2 separate regions of the Anser cygnoides genome follow, and region 2 is linked to region 1. The links are chromatin contacts, called in public Hi-C maps. All regions are on one chromosome and are shown on one strand. Each heading gives the region's core, a stretch centred on a gene start, on an enhancer-like site or on the middle of the called end of the contact. The rest is flanking DNA. Distances are from core to core; before and after follow the strand shown.

Region 1 (4,535 bases), core at 799-3,298:
CAGAGATGATTGATGCTTCATTTTCCTGTGGAGTGTAAGATTTTGAGCCCTGTTGTTATTACAGTGAAGAATTCTGTCTCTTTAAAAAGTGTTTGGTGTGATAGTGGGTACGGCTTGGTGGCACTTTCACCTTGCTGTCCTTGCTGTTGTGCTCCGAGGACTTCACTTGATTCCAGAAAATCGTGTGATTTAATTCTGAAACCAAATTGGTGAAACGCGTATCTGCTGGATCTGCAGATTGCACGTGTGTTCAGACTGCCCTCTGTGCTCAATCTCATTCGATTCAATTGATTTTTTTTACATTGGAGCCTTTTGGGCTTCTCAGTCGGCATAGCCACCCTTAGGAGAAGCTGACAGCTCTGCGCATACTTCTGTGTTTGTAGTACTCCTATTTGCTAACGAGCCAGCTGGAATCACAGCGAATCTACTGGGAAAACAAGATCGTCCGGATAGAAAAGGACACGGCCGAAGAGGTGAGCCCTGCTCTGGGGATGTTTGGAGCTCCGCTGAAACGAGGTGCTGGCCGCTGGGAAGTCGGACGGGAAGTGGAGCTGCTCGGCGTCTCACGCAGCCTGCGCGTCGCGTGACGTGACCTCGCGTAGCCTGTTTCGCTACCAGCTGAGAAAATTGGCTCCGAGATGTGTCGCTTATCTCAGTGCTCACATCTAGCAATTTGCTGCTCAGTGATGCAGAAGTAGGTAGATTGCCACCTAGATTTAAGGCTGATTTAAACGTGCTGCTCGGGAAGCTGCAGCAGTGGTGGAAACAAGTCCGCGCTGCTGCAGGATCCCTGCTCGCTGATGCCATCAGTCTCACACTGACGTTTTTCTCTGGGGAAGGTTAGTGTAGCATGGACAGTATGACTTTAATTTGCTCGGCTGTCTTTCTGCTCCAAATGCGTATTGATTTGCCCTTTCTTTGTGATCCCCTACCTTTCCTCATCACCCAGTGGGAAAAGTTCAGAGTCTCCTCCCATAAAGCGTTCTGTAGGCAGGGCTGCTTCAAAATGTCAGGAGCAAAAATCCAGAGAGAATACTTTAATGCTTTTCACTCTACGTAGATCCTTTCAGCTAGGTTTAAAGCGCGTCAGGATTTAGGGTTGAGTCCTTATTTGAACTTCCTGCATGACTTCTAATTAACTATTTAGTACGTGTGGTTATGTAGCATCCTAAATGCAGAAACTAGGACCAGTGAAATAGTGGTCAGCGACTTTGGTCTAAAGAACAGACCCAGAAATCTCACAGACATCCCCAGAAAAGGAAAAGGTGTAGCAAAAATTGTGTTGCACGTGACCAGGAAACATGATCCGCAAACTGAAACAACCGTGATGAAACGACTGTGATATACACCTTAAATGTGGCTTTGCGTTTAAAGATCCGTACAGTTTTATTCATGGCACTCACGCCGTGTAAGTCGTGCCTGGATCAGTGCCACTCTGCAGTGTATTCCATTATCAGGGCTCACGCTACTTCCCCAAATTAACCATCAGCTGCATAAACATTCGGTGATTAAGGCCGGAAGGCTTAAAACCTGCTCTGTACTGACTCTGGCACCAGCGAAGACAGCGTGTGTGCTGACACTGACATTTATCCAGATTGCTCCTCCAGGAAAGCATTTTTCCTTTAAATTCCTCTCTCCAGTACGTGCAAGCATACTTTTGACGTTTATAGAGGGGAAACAAGTATTTCTGTCTATAGATCTCCTCTAAATCTTACCTTAAAAGTTGAGATGTGTTCTGCGTAGTGCCTAGAGAATGGGAGCATGCTTTTTTCAGCAGCAGTGGCCTCTAGTTCTGAAGCAGAGGAGGAGAGGAATCCAACGTGTTTCCATTTGCCTTTGACATGAGCAGGATATTCATGTCAGTAGGTCACTGTCTTATGACAGCGCGCTGCTGAGTCAGTGCTGAGTGGAGTAGCGCGTTTGTTTTCAGACTTTGACCATACTTATTTGACGTTTAGTTTAAAATGAGCAAAAGCTCCGCGTCGTAAAGCTCTCAGGTGGGAATTTAAGTTTACCGGTAGCCATTCTCTCAGATGCTTACTGTGTAAACGCTGAACTGCAGTCACTAAGAAGTTAAGGAGCTGATACAGGTGGTGGGGTTTGTTGCTGTTATTGAATGGGGTCCCTGGCACAGCTCTGCAGCCGGAGTTGCTGTTCTGTAGGAGCAACTTCCACGGCAACGTGGTTCCTTGTCGGGCACCGCAACGTGTAATGCAGAGGGTCTTAATCAAAATTAAGCCTTTTCTTGCCTCAAAGCTTTTGCTTACCTGGATATAGTAATTGGTCAAAGTCTAGAAACCACACCAGAAAAATGAATGTCATAATGAAAGTGCCCAGGACTTTGATCTGTTTGAAATGCCTGTGTGTTTGTTTTTACAGATTAACAACATGAAGACCAAATTTAAAGAGACCATTGAGAAGTGTGACAGTCTGGAACAGAGGCTGAATGACTTGCTCAAAGAAAAGCAGTCTGTGGAAAGGAAGTGGGTACCGCTGCCAGGTTTAGTTCCATGCAGCCATTAAAGCTCTGCACGCTGACATCCAAAAAGGAGGAGAAAAAAAAAAAAAAGAATCTTGCTATTCTTGGGCAACTCTGAGCTATTTAAACTGGTTTACTGAGAACCCCGCTCATTTATAAAAAGCTCTCATTTCTGTAGGTGTTCCCAACTTGAAAGTGCCTGTTGAGTGGAACGCAGCTTTTGGGCCCGTGGCTCTTTTTACATGGTCTGCGTATTTAGCTTTCAGTAATCCTTCCTCTGCCTGCTCAGAAGTAGACGCCAGTCTGTTTTGCAGTCGGCGGATGCATCCGAAGAGGAGAAAGGCAGCCCAACAGAGGCATCTCACCGGGCACCGAGAAAAATGTAGATCTTAGGAAGTGCTTAGATAAAGGATGTCAGGCATGGAGAGAGCGCAGATCAGCGTGTTCCGGCTCCCTAGGTGGGGCTGCGTGGTCTGTTCTTCCCAGCCCACCAGGCTCCCGGCATTGCTGCCTCTCCACAGCCCTGGTGGGAGCAGGGACTCAAACTAGGGAGTGGTGGCTCGTGAACCTCACCTTGAGGAGTGGAAAGCAGAGTCTGTGTGACGCCAGCAAACTTTCAGGGGAAAAGCACTGAGTTGTTAAGAATGGGAAAGAACTGTCTGTGGAACGGGAAGGTACTGATATCCTGGTGGGAGCATCGCACTTCTGAGTGAAGGGCAATCTCCAGGGTCTTGTACTTACAGTTTGGTAGGAGCCATTATCTCCAGTCCCTGGCTGCCCTTAGCTGTCAGGACCGCATGTAATTCCTGTGCCCTTTCTGGCACCCGTTCTTGAAATTGCAGATGCACGTTCAAGGTTACAGTCCCGTGCTCCCCCCGCATCCTGTCCGTTGCCTGCACTTTTGGTCTTTGGTACGAGGTGGAATTGCCCAACTTGCAAGGGAAAGGGCTCTCCTGGGTTATGCTGTTTGAGGGTCAAAGGTGTGGTTCTGCTCCCACAGCATCCTGGTTTATGTGCAGGTAGCACCGTGCAGGCGAGCGGGTGTTAGCAAGCATTAAACTGGGTAGAAATATCCCGGAGGGGGGAGGTTCAGTCCTTTTGTGTTTCCTCCCCTTGCCCATCTGTTGCCAAAAGGCCCAAACCAAGTTCTGGGTGGTCATGGTGGGGCTGGGGACAGCTGGGGAGACAGTTTCGCTAAGGACTGGAAATAAAAAAGGATGCAGGAATGTGTAATTTAGTGTAATACACTGCTTTTCCTGACTTGTGCTTCTACTTGCAAGGTGTTCTCAGCTGAATAACAAAGTGGCTAAACTTTCCAACGAGCTGAAGGAGGAACAAGAACTGAACAAGTGTTTGCGAGCGAATCAAGCCTTGCTCCAGAACAAGCTCAAGGAAGAGGAGAGAGTGTTAAAGGAAACCTGCGAGCAGAAGGACCTGCAGATCTCGGAGATTCAGGAGCAGTTGCGCGATGTCATGTTCTACTTAGAGACGCAACAGAAAATCAATCACCTCCCAGCTGAGACCCGGCAGGAGATTCAGGAAGGACAGATCAACATCGCGGTGGCATCTTCCGCCAGCTCCTCCGCGGGGGGCACAGGCAAACCTTCTTCCAGGAGAGGCCGCGGCAAGAGGGGCAAATGAAGATCGGAACACGCTGCTCCCAAACTGAATCTGGCCGTGCTCGTGGTAGGCCAGGCCCGCCTCTCGGGACTCCGGCTGGGAACGCCCAGTTCAGTAAAGCTCAGCTAGAAATTGTCTTCGGAGCTTCTCATAAAACTGGCTGCCAGTCACTGGAGGTGTCTGTGGTATTTAAAAGCATTTCACTGCACTATTTAGCTGTTTTTAGGCAGATCTTAATGACCGTTTTGCCTTCCTACCTTTTCCAAGCCCCCTCCTGTCATGCGTTTGACTTTCTTCTTGGAGAGTATTCTGCTCTGGGGTGGGTGCGCAGTGTTCAACATCGCGTTCCCTCAGGGGTGCTGCGGAGTAGGCTAAGGCCCAGCGTGTGAGGCTTCTCGAGTTCTTCTCCCCACTCCTGGATTTAAAAGTATTCTTG
Region 2 (4,535 bases), core at 528-3,027, 140 kb after region 1:
GCTCATGCGGCGTTTGCTTATGAAGCTGGCGCTCAGACAGGTGCTCTGGCTTTTAGTTGGACACACTCGGCCCAAATTCACCTGCCGCCAGCCTGCCTAATGCCAACGTAGCTACACCAGGGAGGAATTTGATCCATTTTTACTCAAATTGGGAAAGAAATGGCCCCACGCAGCCCCGGCACCTCCCGCGGCTCCCCCCACGCTGCGCGTCTTCTTTCACCGAGAATGCCACAGCCGTGAAAAACAGGATTCATTTCCTCCAGAAAAAGGCATTTCTGAAGATGTCCTCGCTTGAAATACTGGGAAAACCAATTCTGAACACCTCCCAGAAGAAAACATTCTTTTTTTATCATTATTTTTTTTAGTTTAGCAGCTCATGTTTATCGTTCCTGCCATTAGTATTACGCCTACATTATTTCGCTCCACGGCACGAGGACTACTTTATAACATGACATAATAGCTTAACTATTCAATTATTGCATATTTTCTTATTTTTAAAATCGTTAAGAGCAGCTGCTACTTAGTCCTGATTGAAACCCCTTATCTCCTTCCCCAGATCAAAGGGGTGGCTGCTTGTGGTAATGGAAACGGTTTGACACCTCGATCAAAGCCTCTGCTGTTTGTGCTGTCGGAAAAGTGTTTGACACTTGTGTCAAAGCGTCAAACTATTTCATTACAGCGCCAACCGGAGACACTTTGACTACGGGAGATAAGATGTTTCAATCAATCAGCATCCACAAATGGCCTCCCCCTATGATTAAAAAAAATAAAATAATAAGGTGGTTCTAGCTAGAGTTTGCAACGCGGCCGCGGGGCGTTGTAGCTGCTGGTGCGCAACGGAGCACTGCAGTAAAGAGGAATGGCACAAAAACAAATGCGAAAGCCAAGAAAACAGAATTTGAAACGAAAATCCCAAAAGTTTAATAAAAAAATAAAAACATGCCATTTTTTGGAAGCGCTGAGACATCCCACCTGTACGAACCCAGAGCAGCAGCCGGGTGCTGCCGGGGCTCCCAGCAGAGCCGCTGGGGCGAGGACGCAGGGACCCAGCCCTGCCATCGCCACCACGTCCAGGGGAGGTGGCACCGACATGCCCACGGAGCAAAAAGATTTGCAAAATTTAGCTAGAAAGGAAGATCTCCAATGTCATCACCTCCATCTGCCCTGACAAACCCATGTAGTGGCTGCTGGGGGTCAAAGATGGGAAGGTGACGTGGGACCAGGGACGGTGACGTGGGACCAGGGACGGTGACGTGGGACCAGGGATGGGGACATAGGACCAGGAATGCCTGGAGGCAGCACTGGTGTCCCCACGCTGTGCTCTCCCACCAGTCCCACCCGTGTCAATGCTGCCACCCTAATGCCACCAGGGCCACCGGCTCCGAGCCTGGCTGTGAGTTATCCACTGAGCGAGCGCTGCTCGTTTAACCGTTTAATTGCGTAGCGGCCTCCGGCACATTCACTGCTGATTTTCCCAAACTCACTGGCTAGCACCCAAAATGAACCGTATTCCTCAGGCTCGACCATTTGGGACTTTGACGAGGAGGAGGAAAGTGGCACAGTGGGGTCTGGCTGGGGCAGGAGAGCTGCATGTGGGGATGGGGATAGGAACGGGGTCGGGGTCGGGGATGGGGACGGGGACGGGGACAGCTCCTGCCCCAGTCTCTGGGGTGCGGCTGCAGAGCCTCTGCGCTCTCCTCCCTGCAAACTCCCCCTGCAAAATTGGTTTTTAGCAAAGCCACTTATCACCTTAACCATCTATCGATCCCCTGACTCCCGGCCAACGCTCCCAGGATCCGATAGAGGAAAGGCAGAAAAACACGGCTGCGAGGGAGCGCTCCTGGGCAGCTCCGCTCCGGCTGCCCCTCGCCTGGGGGAACCCTGCCTGCAGCTGGGCTGGGGGACACGAGCAGGCGAGGACTGGCACAGATGACCCATCTCGCTGCCACCTGGGCCCCTGGGCCAAATCCTGCCCTCTGAGGCGGCTGCAGGCGGTCAATAAATCGATGGGAAGCTCGGGCGGGCAGCCAGAGCGAGTGTGTGCCCGATCCGACGGCACCCTGCGCCACTCCGGCTGCTGCTCAACCCCAAATTTCACAGCAAACAAAACAGAAGGCAGGAAAGCCAAAGGAAACCGTTTATGCTTTTGCCAGGAAAATGGAAAAGAGCGCAAGGAGGAAGCTGGAGGATTATCCGTGGGGACCTCTGCTGATGGAAACACGAGGGTTTGGAGAGCTCAAGGTAAAAATCCTGAGTCGCATTGGGTCCTACCCACCTCGAGCTCTGGAAGCTCGGGAGGTTGGTTTCGAACCAGCAGATATGCACATCATTCACTCGGCTCTTCTTTTTAAGATAGATTTGTTGCCTGGATTTTAGAGCTGCTCCCCAGACACGTTCTCACCCCCAGCCCCATGGGGCTGTGGCAGAGGCGATGCAGCGCGGGGAGCCCGGGGAGCTCCCGCGGGACGATCGCAACAGAGAATAAAAACTAAAATCACCCGAGCCCCATTCTGCAGGAAAACAGCCCTACCTCCGGCACACTGCCTAACCCCAAGCAGTGCAGCCAAGAAAGTCACAAGGTCTTTGAAAAAGAGCCTTCCTTCTTCCCCTGGGTGACAGCCACGCAGCAGAGGAGACGGAGCCGCCGGGTCACGCTCGAGCACCAGGAGCAAGCCCAGCCCAGCCGGGATGCGGCCACCACCGAGCCGAGGATGTCCGAGCACCCCAAAATGTCATGGGGGGGTCTCAGAGACACCTTCCTTCATCTGCTGGGGACAGGACATGCCATGGGAAGACACAGCAGTGAAGGCGAGGAGCACGCTGCAGAGCGCAGCCCCCGGCCCCGCACGCTTCCCAGCAGCATCGATCTCCCCGCGGTAGCAGCCAGTATAATTTTGCTTGGCTTCAAATACCTGGCGATCACGAATTCTTTGGCCACAAGGTTATAAAGCATTCTCTAAAACATGAGAAAAAGATTAAGCCTGCTTATAGTTAATAATATACTGTATACTGTCTATCAAGCTGGCTGTTTGCTATTGAGAGCCTACTATTAGACACTTATTTAAAAGGCCTTTCAAGGCTTCCGAAGAAAGTGCAGTTATGCATTTTTTTTTTTTTTCTGGCAAGAACTACTATAGATAAACATCAATTCGCTCCTGCAGATCACAGTCGCAGTAAATAAATTTTTCAGGAAGCTAAGTTCCATACAAAGACTTCTCAAAGCTCCCATTTCACACAACATCAATGTTTGGCCTCTGAGAAATAAAAGCTCTGAGGTTGCTTTATCCAAAGCTAAATTATCAATTGTAGCTGCTTTAAAAAAAAAAAAATAAAAAAATAGGGTATTGCAATGAGAAACCAGCGTGGGGACGGCAAGGAAACAACACCATTTGTAGACAGCGTGGCCGTTCAGAGACAAAATGGGGAAAGACAGAGATTTTGCTGGCAATTGATCGGGTCTTTTGCCTCCGCAAAGGCTTCAGCAGCCCAAAACTTTTGGGTGAACGGCGCTGCGGCCGTGCAGCGGGCGGCATTACCGGCTGGCGTGCCAACAACCAGCTCCGGGCAGGCTCAGCAGCCAGCACTCGTGCTATTTTCTTTTATGGCTTTTTCAAGTAGCGGGCTGGGATTATCCATTACGGAGTATTTGTCACCAAAAAACCCCACGCCGGCTGTAACGCTAAAAGCGGCGGCTCCTTGGCTTGCAGCCGAGCGGGAAGGACGTGCAGCCCAAAGGGGACCCCCCGGTGCCTCTCCAAGCAGCTCGCCCTTGCAGAGGGCAGAGGAGGGGGCCGTGGCACCCCGCATCCCACATCCCACATCCCACATCCCATCCCGTATCCCACGGTGGTTCTGCAGCTGCGGCTGTGCCGCACAAGCCTTGTAGCAGCCCCGGGACCTGCTGGCGCTGTCGGAGCCAGAAGCGTGCTAAGGCTCAGGACGCTCCATCTGCTCCGTGTTGGAAGGGATGCTGGGCTCTGTTATTCTGTAATTATTAGCCAAAAATAAGGGACGAATGCAGAAACCCTTCCAGGCGGAGGTAATGCACGCTGGTAGGAAAGGATGGGTAAGGAAAAGATGCCTTCTGCCACAATGCGACCTGCGTGTCCCCCGAGGCTGTGCCTAACACACCCGAATACCCCAAGCTGTAGGAGCCTCGTCCCTGGAAGAATGGCTTAAAACTCCCAGGGGAAGGAGGACAAGATTACGTGCTGGTCTCGGTGATTCCAGCTGAAATTAGTGCAGCCTGCTCCTGACACAAGAGGTTGTACCGGCCAGCCTCGGGACTGCCACCAGCACGGCTTCGCAGACCCAAATTAACCCGGCGCTGCGAAGCAGCAACCTTCCTTCATTCCCTTAAATTGCAAATCAAGGAGCACGGCGACGCTCCCCACCTTGCCGCTGCCACCCGCTCCCCTCGCGGGGGGGACCCCGGCACCCGCGGCACGTTTTTGGGGTCATTCCTGCCCGAGCAAGGACAGCAAAGCCCAGGCACCGATCCGCGGTTCATTTGCTTACTTCGTTGCTAAACACAA

Evidence for each region. Hi-C and Micro-C count contacts between places; a contact is called where the count stands out from the background.
Region 2: a Hi-C map of liver shows a contact between it and region 1, with 7 times the contacts expected there. The contact joins two enhancer-like sites. A contact is called at or near these places in 2 of 7 Hi-C or Micro-C datasets (both in liver).

The regions. Positions count from the first base shown.
Region 1 is chr17:2,323,138-2,327,672 of Taihu_goose_T2T_genome, forward strand. BRAP (BRCA1 associated protein) reads left to right here. Exons shown (of 12, transcript XM_048073998.2): 10 at 384-473; 11 at 2,380-2,483; 12 at 3,760-4,535. The coding sequence ends at 4,120. Among named protein-coding and RNA genes, the nearest start is that of BRAP, 11 kb to the left of the region's middle. Within about 2 kb of position 2,049, at least 2 of the 3 cell types and tissues checked have open chromatin away from gene starts, as enhancers often do. A contact at or near this core is called in liver, where this site is marked.
Region 2 is chr17:2,467,279-2,471,813 of Taihu_goose_T2T_genome, forward strand. The region is part of intron 2 of CUX2 (cut like homeobox 2); the gene reads right to left. Among named protein-coding and RNA genes, the nearest start is that of CUX2, 14 kb to the right of the region's middle. Within about 2 kb of position 1,778, at least 2 of the 3 cell types and tissues checked have open chromatin away from gene starts, as enhancers often do. A contact at or near this core is called in liver, where this site is marked.